Linked DNA regions of Zea mays: region 1 is linked to region 2. The links are chromatin contacts, called in public Hi-C maps. All regions are on one chromosome and are shown on one strand. Each heading gives the region's core, a stretch centred on a gene start, on an enhancer-like site or on the middle of the called end of the contact. The rest is flanking DNA. Distances are from core to core; before and after follow the strand shown. Region 1 holds the start of LOC100283731 (SUMO-conjugating enzyme SCE1). Region 2 holds the start of LOC100281199 (chloroplast oxygen-evolving complex/thylakoid lumenal 25.6kDa protein).

Evidence for each region. A called contact is a pair of places that touch in the nucleus more often than the background predicts.
Region 1: a Hi-C map of ear shows a contact between it and region 2, with 3 times the contacts expected there. The contact joins the promoter of LOC100283731 here to the promoter of LOC100281199 in region 2. A contact is called at or near these places in 16 of 25 Hi-C or Micro-C datasets (bundle sheath, ear, leaf and 4 more) and 2 of 3 datasets of contacts at active chromatin or transcription factors (leaf and seedling).

The regions. Positions count from the first base shown.
Region 1 is chr1:5,046,968-5,049,924 of Zm-B73-REFERENCE-NAM-5.0, reverse strand. LOC100283731 (SUMO-conjugating enzyme SCE1) reads right to left here and starts at 1,364. Exons shown (of 5, transcript XM_008652142.3): 1 at 962-1,364; 2 at 772-855. The coding sequence starts at 1,030.
Region 2 is chr1:4,861,245-4,864,187 of Zm-B73-REFERENCE-NAM-5.0, reverse strand. LOC100281199 (chloroplast oxygen-evolving complex/thylakoid lumenal 25.6kDa protein) reads left to right here and starts at 1,487. Exons shown (of 7, transcript NM_001154118.2): 1 at 1,487-1,731; 2 at 1,849-1,929; 3 at 2,077-2,159; 4 at 2,272-2,394; 5 at 2,490-2,561. The coding sequence starts at 1,566.

The DNA.
Region 1 (2,957 bases), core at 115-2,614, 190 kb before region 2:
TGGGATTTAGCCTTCTGTGCATTTTTCCTGAACATGTCAGTTTTACAGAAATAAAGATGACTGCACAGATTAAATATGAAACAAATGAACACAAGAATATTCAAAGAAACCGCGCGTGTTTAGTTGAACAACTTAAATTATGTCCCATTTAACTAACAAAGCGCATCCTAATCGACTGGTATGAAGTTCTAGTTAACAAAATGAACAATTCATGTGAAGCATCTAGACAACTCATCCACAAATTTGTTTAGGCAGGACAAGCATACAAATTGATCCATACTGTAGCTAGGTGTTAGCAGTACACCCACCCACGATAAAAAAAAAAACACCTTTTTGTCATAGTGAGAAAGGAAATGAAAGCTCAATTCAGGCCATGGAAGTGGGGGAACTACATGGTAACTTTAACAAAAGGATAAAAAAATGCATCTGCTCTGGCACTTGCCAACAACAGCGTCATAGAACCAATACAATATGGTGAACACAATGTAGCTACCCTCAAAATTAATTTAACAGCATCAGGTTATGACACACAAAGTCCACTGAAGCTATGTGCTAATGCCCCAATCGTCCCGATCAATCTCCAAAACTCATGGCACACAAGGAATGAACTGAAAACAGCACGGCACATACTTGATGCAACTACATATACACAGGACTTGTTCACCATACAAGGGATCTGATAAAAACAGTGGGCAGCTGCAGGGGCAGGCACTGACCCGCCCCGATCCAGCACCGGTTGCTCTAAACATAGCTAGGGTTCAGGTCGCTTACCCCTTGCTTGCCGGGGATGGTGCACTGCCAGATCATCAGGTTCACCGTCCCGTCGGGCAGCGACTCCGGCTTCGCGACGAAACCCTGCGCACAACAGCAAAATAGAACAGATCAGACACCCCGGCCACCTGGCGACGCTGCGAGAGCAAAGAAGAATCAGGGGGGGAGGTGGGAATTGAGGGGCGCGTACGTGCGGGTGGTTCTTGCGCCAGGCCTTGCGCTCCTCGGCGAGGCGGCCGCGGGCGATTCCCCCAGACATGGCGGCGGCGGCGGCGGCGGCGGCGGCGGCGGCGACTCTTCCTCCTCTACTCGCCCCCGCTGGGGAGTTTGGGGACTGGTCTTTCTAGTTTCTACGCTGCTGCGCGAATTGTGTGCCGCTTCGCCCGTTCTAATTCCTTGCCTTTTTCGTGTTTCTTCCCCCGTATTTTCAGCGGCCTTCCCTGGCGAGTGGGCTCCAGTAGGGCGGTCGCTTGCGAGGCCTGCGTGTCAGGGAAGCGAAGCGGGTGGAGCTCGCGACGGGGGCAGGCGAGGCGTGAGTGTCCCTATCGTGCTATCACACTGCGGGGTGGGGCGCGGGTATCACGTTCCTTCCTTGCTTGGAGTGGACAGTGGAGAGGCTAAGGTTGGGCCCACCACGCAGAGACGGTTAGGGCGATCCCGTTTTTCTTTTTTTTCTTCTTTTTGCTGTTGCTCGTAGTCGGTCCGGTCGGAGCATCTGATTCCGGAGCCGGGGCCGGTGACGGTGTGCTCCAGCTGTGGCGAGCGGGGCCGGCGGGCGATGCGCCGCAAGAGTCCGTCCACGGTTACGCCATTTTTTACTGCTTTGGGATCTGCATGTGGCCCAACGGCCCAGGATGGACATGGACGTGGACCCATGGAACCGAATCGATAGCAGCCTCCTCTGCAGAATAACTCGTGGAGGAGAAGACGAACTTGGGCATGAATTGCTGCCGCTTGAGATTCTTCTTTTCTTCGCCCCTTGGGAGATTTCATGGCAAAAATGTCGTTTCTCTGCCCTCTTTGAGATTCTAGTGCGGCATATAAGCAGGGTTCACCATCTCATTTCGAATTCATCTTCCGCGAAAACGAAAAAAACACCTAAATTTTGCCGGATTTCGTAAATACTGAGTGGTTTATCTTTTACGCCTTTATTGCATTGTCTTTTGATATTTTACACTTGTGACGTCAACATATGTGTGAGAAATGGATTATAGCACACATATGCTATATGCATTCGGTTTTGCCCTTAAAACCAGGTATGACAACAATGTAATCAGATAATCTATCCTCTTGGTGCACCCAACCCTCCTTTTGTAGTACATGGAGGGGCAGTGGTTACAGGAAAAGTATTTGGCCCAATCATCAGAATGGATAGTAATTCGACCTAGTCAAGTCTATCCCAAATTATCAGGTAGTCTATCTCTATCTTTACATACATGTCACCACCCTTATGATCTGGTTTATGTCATATTTACACATATATCGATCTTATTCTCCTATCGTATCCATCCCCTTGAGAATTACTTGCTGGTGGAGAAACTCATTGACACGTGGGCTGAGTCCCTGGATATCATAGCCAAGCCCATGAGCCCCACTTGTTATGGTTTTCTTTGCTTGGATCGGTCTTAGATACCACTGGTGTGTGTGTATCTTTAACATTTTGAATTATATTTTTTGAGGTGGTCTAATGTATGGCAGTATCGTAGTTCTGTGTACAAGTGTGATATGTGCATGCTACAAACTGTTACTTTTAGTTATTCCCTCGAGTCTTCAAATAATTGATGTTTAAGGTTTTTTCACTTTGGATGATAGTATACACCTGATCTAGATGGTCCCACATATGAAAGGGAATCGTGAGATTTGATCCCACGAGCTAGCCATTTGAATGCTTGCGGCTAGCATTGGAATTGGAACCAACTAGGCAAACATCATTTTATATTTCGTATATGATCTGAGCCTATTTATTAGGGGTACTATAGAAAAGAACAACTTTATTTAATAACTCATTGGTATATGAGATCATGTCCAAAACATCATGCATTTTGAAGACCGGAGGGAGTAAGTTTTAAACAAGATGATTATCATCTTACCTGGTCCTTTTCAGCAGTGGCGGTCCTAACATTTTAGGGGCCCGGGACAAGGTTTCAAATAGAGGTCCTTCAAATTATTTTTAATATATAAATGTT
Region 2 (2,943 bases), core at 238-2,737:
GGCGGCCACCAAGAGACAAGACGATGAGAGTGAGAGAGAGCGCAACACACAGCTCGGATGCAGTGCAGAAAAGCCTAGGATAGAATAGCACGTGTGATCTCGTGTCCCCGATGACATGAAAGAAAATGACTGCAAGCGTGCAGACGACGAGGCGGACGGGACGAGGACAGTACGTCGACGACACCACGCTTGCTAACTTGGTACTAAAGGACAAGGGCGTGCGTGGTTCTTGTTCCTTTAAAATCTTAGATCTCTAAACAGAAGGCTAAATTCATCACGCTTGAAGTGCTAGAGTTCTTAAGTTTAAAGGAGCGAATTTTAACACACACATGCAACACGCATGTATTTATGCATGCATGCATCACGAGTAACAGCTTTGTGTGTGTGTGTGGTGGTACTGACACTGTCACACGCACGTACAGGAGGACCGTGAGCGCGTACTGCAGTGCGGTCCGGGAGCTGGGGTTCAGGCTGTACGTCGCCATCTCCGAGGGCCTGGGCCTGGACGGAGCGTACATCAAGGAGGCGCTGGGCGAGCAGGAGCAGCACATGGCGGTGAACTTCTACCCGAGGTGCCCGGCGCCGGAGCTCACGTACGGGCTGCCCGCGCACACGGACCCCAACGCGCTCACCATCCTGCTCATGGACCAGCAGGTGGCCGGCCTGCAGGTGCTCAAGGACGGCCGCTGGATCGCCGTGAACCCGCGGCCCGGCGCGCTCGTCGTCAACATCGGGGACCAGCTGCAGGTGACGTGCTCTTGTCTCGCTCTCCCATTATTCCCACCCTCTCACCTCCTCTCTGCCCCTGGCCTCCACTACTGCACTGCACCTGCACAGGCGCTGAGCAACGGCAGGTACAGGAGCGTGTGGCACCGCGCCGTCGTCAACGCCGACAGGCCGAGGATGTCGGTGGCGTCGTTCCTCTGCCCCTGCAACGACGCGCGCATCGGCCCCGCCGCCAGGCTCCTCACCGACGGCACGCCCGCCGTCTACAGGGACTACACCTACGCCGAGTACTACGCCAAGTTCTGGAGCAGGAACCTGGACCAGGAGCACTGCCTCGAGCTCTTCAGGACCCCGACCTCCTAGGAGTATTTTGGATGCTTCTCTTTCATTTTAGCTTTTCGGTACTAGTTTGTTTGTTACTAGAATGGAACTTGCCGACTGCATCAGAAACTGTCTGTCTGTACCCCTCATCAGCTCCCCCTCCAAATAATCTCTCTGCCCATGTGGGCTTGTTTCAATACTTTTTGTCAGTACAGCCCATATATTACTTTTTTTTTGTCACATACGGTGTGGAAACACAAAACAGGCCGATTCCTTCCATAAATGGGCCTGCTCCTGTCCAGCCCGCCCCCCGTGATGGGCCAAATTCGCGGTGGCTGCTGAGAACAGGAACAGGCCCCGCGCCGGCGCCGCCCGTCCAGTTTCCAAACTCGCGCATCCGGTCGGCTGGCGCGTCGTGTGGACCAGAAAGGGAGCGAAATCCTACTCGTCGCACGGGGTCCGCAAGCTTTTCGTCGCCTCGATTCGCTTCCGCCCCATCCTCCTTCCCGACGCCTCACATGGCAACGGCCGTGCCCGCCGCCTGCCTCCGCGCGCCGTGCTCCTCTCCAGCGGCCGTCGCACGCCGACTTGGGGCCGGTGGCCCGTCGCTGCGCAAGCGGCATTGCGCCGTCGCGCCCGTCGCTGCCGCCTGCGGCCCCGCGCCGCCGCGGCTGCTTGACAACGGTTGGTACCCCCGCCGCCGCTTCTCCTGAGCAGGATTGCGTCTCCCTCCCTCCCTCCCCTTTGCACCTCTATGGCGTCTCGCTTTACCGACGTTGCTGTGTGCCCTGCCTGACGCAGAGGAGGCGGTCTGCTCCGTACGGCGGCGTGTGCTGGTTGCCGGTGCCGCCGCGTTCCTCTCCCGGCCTAATCCGGCGGCATGTGAGTAATTTACCTCTTCGCTTTATGCAGCGTTGCTGGCGCTTTGATGTGCACTGGCCGCTCAGTGTCAGTGGGAGACGAGCTTGCAGTGTGAATGGTTTATTTGGTCAAAACTGCGCCTCTGAGTGCGCTTCTGATCTGGTATAGTCGCAGCAGAGGCTAAGAAAGGGTTCCTGCCCGTCGTCGACAAGAAGGCTGGCTACTCTTTCCTCTACCCGTTCGGATGGGAGGTGACAACTGACAAACACTTCTTGTATTACCGTGCTCGGTTGATTGAAGAGACTGGCTGCGCGATGTATTTTATCTTGACGTGTGTGAGGCTGACCACGTTATCCTATCCAGGAAGTGGCTGTGCAAGGGCAAGACAAGGTGTACAAAGATGTGATAGAGCCTCTCGAGAGTGTGAGCGTCAACTCTATTCCAACTAGCAAGGAGGATATCCGTGATCTTGGTCCTCCGGATAAGGTTTACTATTCTCTTTTCCATAAATAAACTTGGATAGTCCATAGGTATCTAGTGGAAAAAGGTCCAATTTTGATGTTTTAACTCCTGTTTGTCAGGTTGCCGAGGCTCTGATTAAAAAGGTTTTGGCACCATCAACACAGAAGACAAAGTTAATTGAGGCGAAAGAGGTGTGCCTTCCGTCCAATTTTCCATGCTTGGCCTAACTATTCCTGTTAATATTCATGGACACCAGTGCGTGTCAAATCTTTGAGGATCGGGGAATGATGATTTGTGACATAGCATGGTTCTTTAAATAAGTTCATTCACGCATGCCGATTGGTTTACGTGGACAGAATTATAAAAGACGGAATGAGCTTAGTTGGTGCTGATTGACGAATCTCTCTGAGTCCATTTTATTTAGGTTGAGCAGTAAGCTGAACAGCTACTCTCTGAAAATAGCAAATGTACTAATGAATGGTTTCCACCTACAACATGTATTGAAATTTGTTGCCTGGTTTCCAAGTTTCAGCTGGTATGCTGAGCTAATAAAAGATTACGTAGCCAGTTACC